Regions from separate parts of the Zea mays genome. Here region 2 is linked to region 1. A link is a contact called in public Hi-C data. All regions are on one chromosome and are shown on one strand. Each heading gives the region's core, a stretch centred on a gene start, on an enhancer-like site or on the middle of the called end of the contact. The rest is flanking DNA. Distances are from core to core; before and after follow the strand shown.

Region 1 (5,459 bases), core at 1,172-3,671:
CATGACAAGAATCTGATCTTTTGCAAATTAACACCTTGGACCAGTTTGAACTCTCTCTTGACTACTCTGGAATGCTTGGCTCTAACTGTGAAACTTGTACAGGCTGCAGCAGCTCTCTGCTATGGTATGTTCACAAATACGACCATGTCATTCTCAAGCATGGTCGGACCTGCTGAGAAGGTGGAGTTCTACGGCCATCCAATCGTCTACATCGCTCCCTCTGTCTACGGGCATCCACATGTAACGCTCGCTAGTCATTAATACTACTATCGAACACTCGAACAACTTCCAGATTCTCATTTTTAATTATCTCATCTTAATGTGTGTAGGCTCTGACTATACATTACCAAAGCTATACGAACTCCATCAAGCTTGTCCTCGCAGTGGATGATGCTCAGTTTCCAGACTCTCATCAGCTTTTGGACGACTTCGCCGAGTCCCTCAGGCTCATCCGTCAGGCAGCTTCAACAAGATGACAGACACAAATAAGAGCATTTTTTTCCGGTAGAATGTAGACTGTTGGCGAGAACTCGCATAGAAATGCTGGACAATAACTTATCAGGAAATTGATGGCCAGGTTACCTGACTGGGGACTCCATAAACTTTCAAGAAATCATTAGAGGCAAATTGTAAAGTGTAAAGACTAGTATGTAATATCAAGAATTGCCAGTCTGACGGATACGCAAAATTCACTCAAATGGGTTTCATAAACTACACGCAGCTAATATTATCAGGAATAGAGCTCATAGAGCCACAGTTACTAGTTGTATACTTGCATATTTCACTACTGTTTAAGCATAAACCAAATAAAATGAATACAATTCGTTATTGAGCTTTCTGTACTGTCATAAGTTTCTGGACTTCTCTTTAAATTCATTTCAAAACTATCTTTGTACTACCACTGTGCACATCCTTGTCCAAACTCACATATCAGCTTTTAGGTGTTGCCACCACTGAGATCATTTGCAGTTTCAGACATCGGTTATCTAAAATCCTTTCTTTCACTCTTGTACAAACTTTCAGAATAGGTTGCAAGCAAACCATACAATGAGCTATCAAACTTCCATGGCTTAAGCCGGCGCTAAAACCTTGGCTATCGCAACAACATAATTGGAATTGGAAAAAGGGAAAACCCAGATGCCTCCTATCCTTGTTCTACACCAAGGCGAGGAACAGACGACTACTCTGCGCTAGGTTTCTCTGGTTTCTTGACCAAGATAAACAAGGCTACACGGTTGCTGCGGAATTCAGGGTGCCATTGGTCCTGCTCGATGCACGCAATTAGGAAGTCCTCCATGGCTGCCTCCAAGAAGCACTCCAGCACAGCATCTATACAATCATATGCAAAACATTTATATGGCGTCTGGTCAGTCCAAAAGGAAACAGAGGACGCAAAAAGAGAAGCCTTACCGTTGCGAAGCTCCCCAGCTAGAAGTATAGTAGTGTGCTTCCCTGAGAGTTGGTTGAGAGTGATCAGAAGATCGTCCACAGCTTCCTCGTTGTATATGACGTCGGAGCCAAGCACTGAAAGAATTGAAGGATCATGACATCAATCGTATTCTATGAAGATGAATCAGAAGCAGACAGGAGTTGAATGTCCATGCAAGAAACACAGAAGGAGAAGAAGAAAAAAAAGACAAACGCGAGCAGACCGAAATCGGGCAGTGGCTCCTCGAGCAATTCATGGTGAGGATTGTCGCCCCACACAAGCTCCGTGACCCGAGCGGAGCCCGGGACGTGGGGGTCGTCGACATTGAGGGCGACGTTCTTCCTAAGCAGCTTGAGCCGGTCGGCGAGGTCGGTGAGGACCACATGGGCGCCCAGCAGGGCGGCGACGCACCCCACCAAGCCGCACCCGGACCCGAGGTCCACCGCGCGCGCGCCGCGGAGGAGCAGCCGCTGGGAGTCGACGGAGTGCTCGAGGAACTTGGCGAGCACGACGCCGCTGTCCCAGACGACCGCCCCCGTGACCCCCGGGGTGGCCATGGAGGAGGGGGACTGCAGCAGGGACAGGCGCCGCCCGCAGGCGTCGAGCTCGAAGGCGTGCGCCGCCTGGCGGACCAGCGCGTTGTTGCGGTGCGACTCGGGCTGCCCCAGGCCCCACAGCAGCATCGTCTCCCCGGCCGCGCTCTCCACCGGTCGCAGCGCGCCGCCGTACGCGCCCATCCCACTGCCCATCATCCTTGTTCCTTGACTCGGCGGCGGCGGCGGCGCTCTGCCCTCTGTGTCTGGAGAAACGTGAGTGTTGGGCCGATATGGGCCGGCCGTTAGTTTGTCCAAGGCCCAGCGGTAATGGCTCCTCCTCCGTCCTTGTCCTTGTGCGAACGCAATGCCATCCTGCTCCTCCGCGCCCCACTCGATTGGGAGTTTGGGACGCAATTCAAAAGGGGACGAGGGCAGGTCAGGCGCTCGGCGCTCCTCACGAGCAACGGCTACCACACGAAACAATTTCCTCTTCCTCCTCAGCGGCACCGTCTCGTCGTCACCTCCCTCCTCTTCCCTTCCCGCGGCCCCCGACGCCCTCCGTCCCTCGTCGTCATCCAGTCATCCCCTACACCCGATAAAAGGTACGATGGAAGAAGCAGCCTGCACCGCTGCTCCGAGCCTCCCTTATCACTCTCCGTGGATCAGGACCGCTCCCGTCAGAGTAGTGGCGAAGATTTGCCCGGGCGGAGACCCCACTGGATCCATGCAGGTCTCCGCCCGTGTTCCCGATCCGGCTAACTCCTCCTCCGCTTCCGTCTCATTCGTCCCCATAATCAAGGAGTCTGCTCTTTCTAAGTGAGTCTGGTTGCTTTTCCTCTAGCTTATTTAAGATCCGGCCGATCTCATCAACTAATCTGACTTATTTTGGCTTTGGGTTGCTGAAGTATGACCCACCGCAAACATCGCGAGCACAAACTCGATTGGTGCTATCTCAACGACGATTCGTACACAGACATTTTTCACAACGAGGTTAAACAGCTTGTGGATAAAATCTTCTCCTCTGATGGCCACAACCACGCATGTGTAGTCACTTGCGGTTCCACTAGCAAAACCCACCTTGTTATAGTATGTTTCTTTCATTTATTTATATTCATGCTAATTGTAAGAATTGCATATCTTAACTGCATGTCTTCAATCAAGCTCACTCAATTAAATTTCCAATTCAGGGGTCCGATCATCAACCGGGCTTGCTCACTATGGCCATGGAGCGAATATTTGACTATGCCAAACCTATTAGGGCAACTGTCAGTGTTTCCTCTTATCATGTGCTTCAAGACAGCCATGTCTTTGATCTTTTGGATCCTAAGAACAACGAGGTCCTTGTGCGAGAGGATGCTGATGGAAGGACTCATCTGAAGGGCCTCTCTATGGTATCCTATTTTCTTACACTTTTTTTTTTCTGAATTCATGTTCTTGTCTTTTCATTTTCTCAATCACACAAACTGAAATTAATCAATTAACGCAGGTTGAAATCAATTCAATTCAGGAGTTTCAGAATTTGTGTTATGATAGTGACAAACACCAAAATCGCACCAAAGTTTCCAAAGCTAAAGGACACAATGGTTTTATTATTTTTATTTCTAAATCTGATCAGAATGGCAAAGAATCCTCTGTATCAAAAATGCATTTTCTTGAGTTGGCAGGTATGTACTTTGCATACGTGAACTGCAATTTTATATTCTACATTATATGACTAAATAAAATTTTATTCTTTAATTTTTATTAGACCATATCAATGATAAGCAAAAGAGCCATGGTGAAAGATTTGTTCAACAAAATTCCAAGAAGTCCTTATATGCCGTGATGGATGTTGTGCAAGCTCTAAACAGCCACCAGAGCTTCATACCCTATAGAAAAAGCAAAATAACCCATATTTTGCAAGACTCTTTATCCAAGACAGGTGGTGCTTTATTAATAGCATGTTTGGTAAGGATAGTTGGTCTTAATATTTTGTATTATGTATTTCTTTTTGGTGATTTTTAAGATAAATATTAAGAAAAATAAATGACTTCACATATCATAGATTAAATGTTTACATTATTTTATGTTTATTGTTATTTTTTGTCGGTTTTGATAAAAGAATCTCTATAAAGTTGAAGGTGGTTTTAACAATGTTGCTCAACAACATATTTCTTAAAATAAAACATATAAGTATATTCTGTATTGCCTTTTGTTAAAACTCAAAAGATAGTATATCCATGTAGCTGCTAAAAAAGAATGTATACAGATACATTTTTTGTTGTCGCTATTCTATATCTTCTTTGTTGTTTTTGTTTGACAGAATACACATTTCTAAAGTTAGGTTGCATTATTTGTTATAACATTCTATATTTTACCTTACCATACTATTGGAATTGATGCATTGTTATTGCTACTATGCCAATCTAATGCTATGCATTCTTGTTACTATGCCGATCTAATGCTATGCATTCTTAGTGTAGGATGAAGTCTCATGCCAAGATGCAATCTCTACTCTAAGCTTGGCTTCACGCTCAAGCCAAGTGGTCAATGAACAACGGTACAACTTATCCTTAATCACAAAAGGTTGTTCAAAGTCAAATGTAAAGCTTTCAGTGAACAATAAGAATTTGTCAAGATCGTTATTGTCTTCTATCCAACAACAAAGTCCCGTGCTGGAGAAGCCATACAAAACCCAAGTTAATAACATTGCAGTAAAAGCAACAAGATCTCTCAATGCCAATAAGAGGTCGAATTCTGATTTTGGAATTACTACATTTGGTACTAGCATTCTATCAACATTTAAAATAATAATCATTTTGGTGTTATTCAGATCTGAAACAAGCACACATTCAGCAAAAAAGACTGTAAACTTAGTCTCTGCTTCGATTAATTTGAAACACTCTGGTGCTAAGTCTATTCTAAGGGAAAGGTAACACACTATTAATTAAGTAATGGTTATTTTAATGCTTTTCACAGTACCACTAAAATTGACATTTTATTGACCAGGAACTTCTTTATTCCAACTACTAATTCATCAAAGGTACATAATAGACTAGTTTTATCTAGTATTTTCACATAGTATATTACAATATGTGAAATTGACACTAAAGTTGTCATCCTTATATTACTAACTAATCTAAGTTGCAATTTATGAATTATGTAGGAAGATAAGAAAACTTTTGTGACAACTGCGGTAAGGAAACATGAGGTTTGTATACTTAGCATCTTATATCTACACTTGCCATTGACCATTAGTGAACATATTTATATTAGAGTTTTCTATATCATTTCATAGGCGGTAGATACATCAATTTGCATGGAAATTTGAGCCCTCCCACCAATTGAGACACTAACTTTTTTTATTGCCACTGCAAGCATATGCTAGTATTACAACTAACTATTGCAATATATTAGAGCGATATGCAGGAGAATCACAATGGCACAAAAAATATTGTAGTATCATCTGAAATGCAAGTAGTACCTTGCAGCATGAAAGAGATAGTATCAAGTGA
Region 2 (5,459 bases), core at 1,104-3,603, 290 kb after region 1:
GAGCAGCGGCGACCGGACGGGCTCGATGTAGGCGCGCTCGTTCACGGCGGCCGCGTCGTCCGCCGAGGACGCGGCCTCGCCGAGCACCGTGATCGCGCCGGGCGTCGCCGACAGGTGCTGCAGGTGGACGCCCAGCTGGTCGCTCTTCTTGCCTTCCAGGAACAGCCGGATGCCGGTCACCGGGCGGAGGCAGGAGTCGACCTGTACGGGAGAAGAGAGCACCGATGGATTAAAAGAAGTCCCGAACTGGGAATGCGAATGCCGTCGTGTTGTGTTCGATGGCCGGCTAGCGGGTGACTTACCTTGGCAGTGTTGACGTGAAGTTTAGGGCCCATGAGGGTGAACTGGAGAGACGGCAGGATGTTCTTCCGCCTCTGGAGGGAGAGCGGGAGCTGACCGAACTCTGGAGCCCAGAGCCGAGGCACCTGGAACTCGAGAAACTGCTGCAGCTCCTCTATGGCCGGCTTGTCTGCCTCCACGTTACGAGCAGGAAAACCGGATGAGCAACCGACGATTAGATAGCACATCCAACACAACACAATCACACACCAGACGACTCCACCAGACCAGACTAACAGTACATACATCTGAGGTAGAGGTTCACCGCGTGGTTGAGGAAGCCGCTGCCCCGGACGCCGGTGAGCAGGCTCGTTATGGGCACGAACGACATGGAGATGACGTCCGGGAAGCCGGTGATGGTGGAGAGCCACTTGCCGTGGCCCTGGCCGCTGTCGACGCCGCCTCTCCTGACGTGAATGCACACCATGTCCTGCGAGGATCCCACCACGTTCTAAGGGCGTTCGTTATTCACATTTTCTTGGTGACGAGCAGTGCAGTAGAATGCAAAACCGCAACAGTACGTGCTTGCTTACATCCTTGTGAGACACGACGGGTGATCTGAAGGACTGCCAGGCGGCCGATCCGGGCCCAACGTTTAGCCCCTGCGACAACCTGCCGCCTCCCGCGGTGGAAGAATTGGAACTTGCTGTGGAATCCTCCGAGAACCTGTCGTCGGCGAGCTCCTTGAGCCGGGCCTGCACGTCGCTCTGCGTGAGGCTGGAGCCCTTGAGCTGCTTCACGCACACCACGTCCTTGCCTCCCATCTTCACCCCGACGATGACGTGAGTCCCGTACTTGTCGATGAACCTGCAGGGAGGGAGCTAGCAGCAGCAGCACCATCATGAGCTTTCGAGACCCATCACCAGTCACCGCTGCTGCTGGGACGGTGGACTCGACAGTACGTACTCGGCGAGCGCGGCGGGGTCCCAGACGGGCGGGAGGTCCCGCCTGACGTGGTCCCTGAGGGCGAGGCTGGCGCGCACGGCCTCGACGCTGTAGAGCTCGACGAGGCGGGCGTCGAAGCAGAGGCTGCGCGTGGCGGCGGCGTCGCGGTGCCAGCACCCGCGGTAGTCGAACATGGCGTTGAAGGCGCCCGAGGGGATCTTGCTGGCGGGCAGCGACAGCGACCGGTTCACCTCCTCCGCCATCTGCGCGAAGGGGAGCACGTCGGAGCGGAACCGCGCGCGCTCGCCCTTGCCGGCGACGACCCCGGCCGGCACGCCCGCCACGGCGGCCCCGCCGGGGAACGCCAGCTCCCGCGGCGACGGGGACGCGGACTGGGACGTCCCCGGGCCCTTCCCGGCGCCGTCGAGGTCCACCAGCCGGCCACCAGGCTTGGCGCGGCCCAGGCGGAGGTCCCCCGTCAGGTCGTAGCCGCACCCGACCGCGCCCACCGCCGCCTCCGCCGCGTCCTGCGCGGTCATGCGCGCGCCCGAGGAGCCCCGCATCGTCGTCCGGTGGTCCCAGCCCTTACTTCTGCACCGTGCGTGCGGTCGTGCGGATTATAACGGACAGAGCCGCGAGGGGAAGGCCGGCCTGAACTGCTGTACGTGCCGCCAACGGCACGGTACTATTCCGTCGGCCTGCCGTGCGGCGTGGCGTGGCGTGGACTGCGCAGCGCAGCCCGTCGCAGCGTTCTGGTCGCCCTGGTCCGGTAGTGTGTGCGAGTGTGTGGCGTCGGGGGTGGGGCTGCGTGCGGGGGCTGCAGGCGCGGGGACAGCGACGGCGCGGCCCGGGCGAGGTCAAGGTCGTGGGGTGGCGGGGAACCATCGGGTATGGTGGGCCGGGGGGACACGTTAGTGGAGTGACGTGCGGGCGGCGGGTTGACGAGGTCTGGGGGCGGAGTCGCTGTCGCGGGGGCGGGGCAGCCGGAGGCCGGAGCTTGGGGGGGCTACGGGCAGTCGGGCACGGGGATTTGTAGGAGACCGCGGGCGGGCTGGGGTCAGGACGTAGGATACGATCATACGAAGGAAGCAGTCCTGCGGCGGGAGTCTTGCTGCTTCGTCGTCTCATTTTTGCTTGTTCTATATGTGCAAGCTGCAGCTAGTGGTTGCTTGTCTCGTGTGGTATATTTGTTGAGACAATGTTCTGGTCTTCTATTTGGAGAAGAAACAAACAAAGAAAGAAAGCCTAATGATTTTTTAGGAGTCAGGTTTCCAAAACCGTCGCGCATAGGGACGACCGGACGAGGCTGCTGCCTGCTGGTGTGTCACTTTCCCCAGCCATCTTCCATGGCAGTGAACTAAAATTTTGGTCTTTCTGTGTTGCCTGGCCTTGGAAACTTCCATGGTCTGCAACCGGCCGTGTGTCCGTGTCGACACTGATGAATTTCTCGTCTCAGTTCACTTAGATCTGACCAGAGACCTTTCTCACGCGTACGACGAAGGTTCGTGGAGGGTCAGCAGTACGCGGCACACTCCGCTACGAGCCTACGACACTGGTCTCTGGCGTGGCGCCGTCCAACGACGAACCAACAAAATCTTCAGTCAGATCACTATGTATGTTGACGATTTATTTAAAAGTCACAAACATAATTTTGCGTCCTATCCAACCCATGTATGTTGACGATTTAAATATCATTACCTAAAGAGGCGAAGTTCGAGTCGAAATTTGGATCTCACTAAATTTTGCTTACAACTTGCGCACCTTCCGACTAGAACTTTAGTGTGCCTATAGCTATACCGAGAAAGTATTAGCAAAATTCAATATGAACAAATCATATCCCTCCAAAAAAAACCTATAGTTATTTGATCTTTAGAAATGAAAACAGACCAATTCAGACCACATGATGCCCATATACTAGTGTCGTCCATGTACCTTGTAAATCACATCAGACCATGATGTTGCATTTGCAGTGAGCTTTCTAGCTCGACAAAATACTTCGCCCACCAAATGTCATTGGATAGGAATCAAACATATATCCTCATATATGTGAGTGTGAATGTGAATGGTATAAAGAGATCTTGGACTATATAGGCACAAATTCTGATGTGGTTGGATACATAAACGCCAAATATTTATCCGATCCCCCGTAATGGCAAATCATAAACGAGCTTACAATGTGGAATAACCATTTTGTGAATGTGTTTGACTTAGCGATGATTAGCCACGTGCAACGGTTTTGTGGTATTGGTGTTATGGACTCACCAATATTGTATATGAAGATAATGTGGCTCGAGTCACAAAGATGCAAACGAGTTATATAAAACACAATATTAATAAACATATTTCTCTTAAATTGTTTTATCCTCATGAATTACAATATGAGAATAAATAAATATCTTGCAAACCAAATCAAGTTCTAATCTCGACAATTTGTTCACTAAGTCCCTATCAATTTTCTCATTTGAGAAATGTGCTAAAGGAATTGGTATGGGACGACTTAGAAATCTGTAAGATTCAGAAGAAAAAATTCTCCTAAATATTCGCTAGGGTCAAGTCCATCTCTTCCCGCACAACCTCACTTAGAGGTACAACTGATTGGGACCCTTCATCTGCATGCTCTCGAGCCCAAGCTATGGTTTCTTCAGGTCCAACATGTTGAGGTTGTACCTTATCCTATAGAGCCACGATGTAGGGCTCCACCTCGGTGTCAGCCCTGAGCACCATGCCAGCTACCTAAACGACACCATGAATGGTACGACATATACCTCAGGGCCCTCACAATGAGGAAAAAGGCCACCAGCCATAGTTTCATGTTTCGATGCCCCCCTACAACGCATGCATTTGCCAACGAGCCCATCCAATCAGGCCCAGGTGCATGGATCTCACTTCGGTACTTTGCCATGCGGACTAGCCACAAAAAGTTTGCCCCAAATTCTGGAGAAATATGATGGGATGATCAATCCACCGAGTTTCTCTAGATCTATGCTACTGCCATCCTCTCTAGTGGGGGCGTCGAAGAAGTGATGGCAAATGACTTCCATGTGGCTTTGTATAACGTCTAGTTATCAATTTCAACAAGACGATAATTAACCGACAGAGACATTTAGTTAAAATCCAAAGAACAAAGAACAATTGATTAAGAAAGATGAAAAAAAATAAATTGAACACAATCATGTCACTTGTTTCCTCTCTCTCTCATCCACCTCCGTTATTTCATGCACGTGCTCATTCTGTCTCCCTTTTCATTTCTTTTCACCATGCATGGAGTAGACTCATTACTTGATCCCTCCCAATAGCCATGCATGGCATGATGCACATGCAATTTCTTCACCTGCTCTGCCATGCAGGGATCTGCTGATTCCTCGCTCTAAGACCATATGCACGCAACAGAGGAACTCCCTGGCATTTTACTCACCTGCAATTTCTTCACCCGCTCGTTGTGGCTAGGTGTCAGTTTTCGTTTTGTGGTTCACTGGAGTCTATCCCGAGCGCTCTACACAGTATATCAATCCTCACGGATTTGGGTGAGCTACGGTGTGGTCCTTGCAGCTATAGATGAGCTATCCTATAAGCCAGATGAGTCACTTATATATGTTGCATTGCTATACTTGGCATTATTATTTTAATCTTGACATGCTTTGTATCTGTTAATTATCTTCGTGGTGAGGTGGAGCTTGCAAAGTACGTTTTGTACTCAACCATTGTTGCACCCTTCAAAGGATTTCGACTTCGAGTAGGATCATATCCGCATCTAGATTATTGTCAGTGGATCCATAACAGACGAGGATCTTCACACCTTATTGATTTTCATTATCATCTTTTTTATGGTGATAGCTACTATCATCGTGCGGCTGATGATGTTGTAATCTCTAGTTTTTCATTCGAAGGTCCCTATGTATCTGATTCCACTTGACCTTTGATGTATTGTACCGAAAGCTATGCTTCGGTTATTCAATACATATTGTGGTTTTCAACGATCTTCAAATCATTGGCTGAACCAGAACCACCATAGTGTGAGCAACCAAACGGACCCACTGGAGCTCAGTCGTAAAAGAACAGGAGGCGGCACACACCGAATATCCCACGAACGAATCAGTCAGGAATCGCCTAACCTAGACCAACATCATTTTGATATCCAAATGGTGGGTGGTCCCAATCATATCAGCACAAGCTGAAGCTGAGGACGAGGTCACAGCCCGACACAGCTGCCGGGGCTGCGGCCAGCAGTTATAAAC

What was found. Hi-C and Micro-C count contacts between places; a contact is called where the count stands out from the background.
Region 2: a contact with region 1 is called in a Hi-C map of ear, with 6 times the contacts expected there. The contact joins the promoter of LOC103630717 here to the promoter of LOC100278444 in region 1. A contact is called at or near these places in 4 of 25 Hi-C or Micro-C datasets (ear, leaf, root tip and 1 more) and 1 of 3 datasets of contacts at active chromatin or transcription factors (seedling).

The regions. Positions count from the first base shown.
Region 1 is chr6:175,022,920-175,028,378 of Zm-B73-REFERENCE-NAM-5.0, forward strand. LOC100278444 reads left to right here and starts at 2,422. Exons shown (of 18, transcript NM_001352621.1): 1 at 2,422-2,781; 2 at 2,871-3,051; 3 at 3,153-3,356; 4 at 3,452-3,629; 5 at 3,713-3,912; 6 at 4,428-4,693; 7 at 4,778-4,876; 8 at 4,954-4,987; 9 at 5,111-5,140; 10 at 5,362-5,459. The coding sequence starts at 2,573. It overlaps LOC100274387 (S-adenosyl-L-methionine-dependent methyltransferase superfamily protein), which reads right to left and starts at 2,248. Exons shown (of 3, transcript NM_001148747.1): 1 at 1,653-2,248; 2 at 1,411-1,524; 3 at 916-1,329. The coding sequence starts at 2,181. The coding sequence ends at 1,181. It overlaps LOC100273076, which reads left to right. Exons shown (of 7, transcript NM_001352619.1): 6 at 103-240; 7 at 330-695. The coding sequence ends at 476.
Region 2 is chr6:175,316,686-175,322,144 of Zm-B73-REFERENCE-NAM-5.0, forward strand. LOC103630717 (MACPF domain-containing protein NSL1) reads right to left here and starts at 2,354. Exons shown (of 5, transcript XM_008651765.4): 1 at 1,246-2,354; 2 at 873-1,146; 3 at 586-769; 4 at 303-469; 5 at 1-201. The coding sequence starts at 1,787. LOC103630718 reads right to left here. Exons shown (of 8, transcript NM_001310314.1): 8 at 5,356-5,459.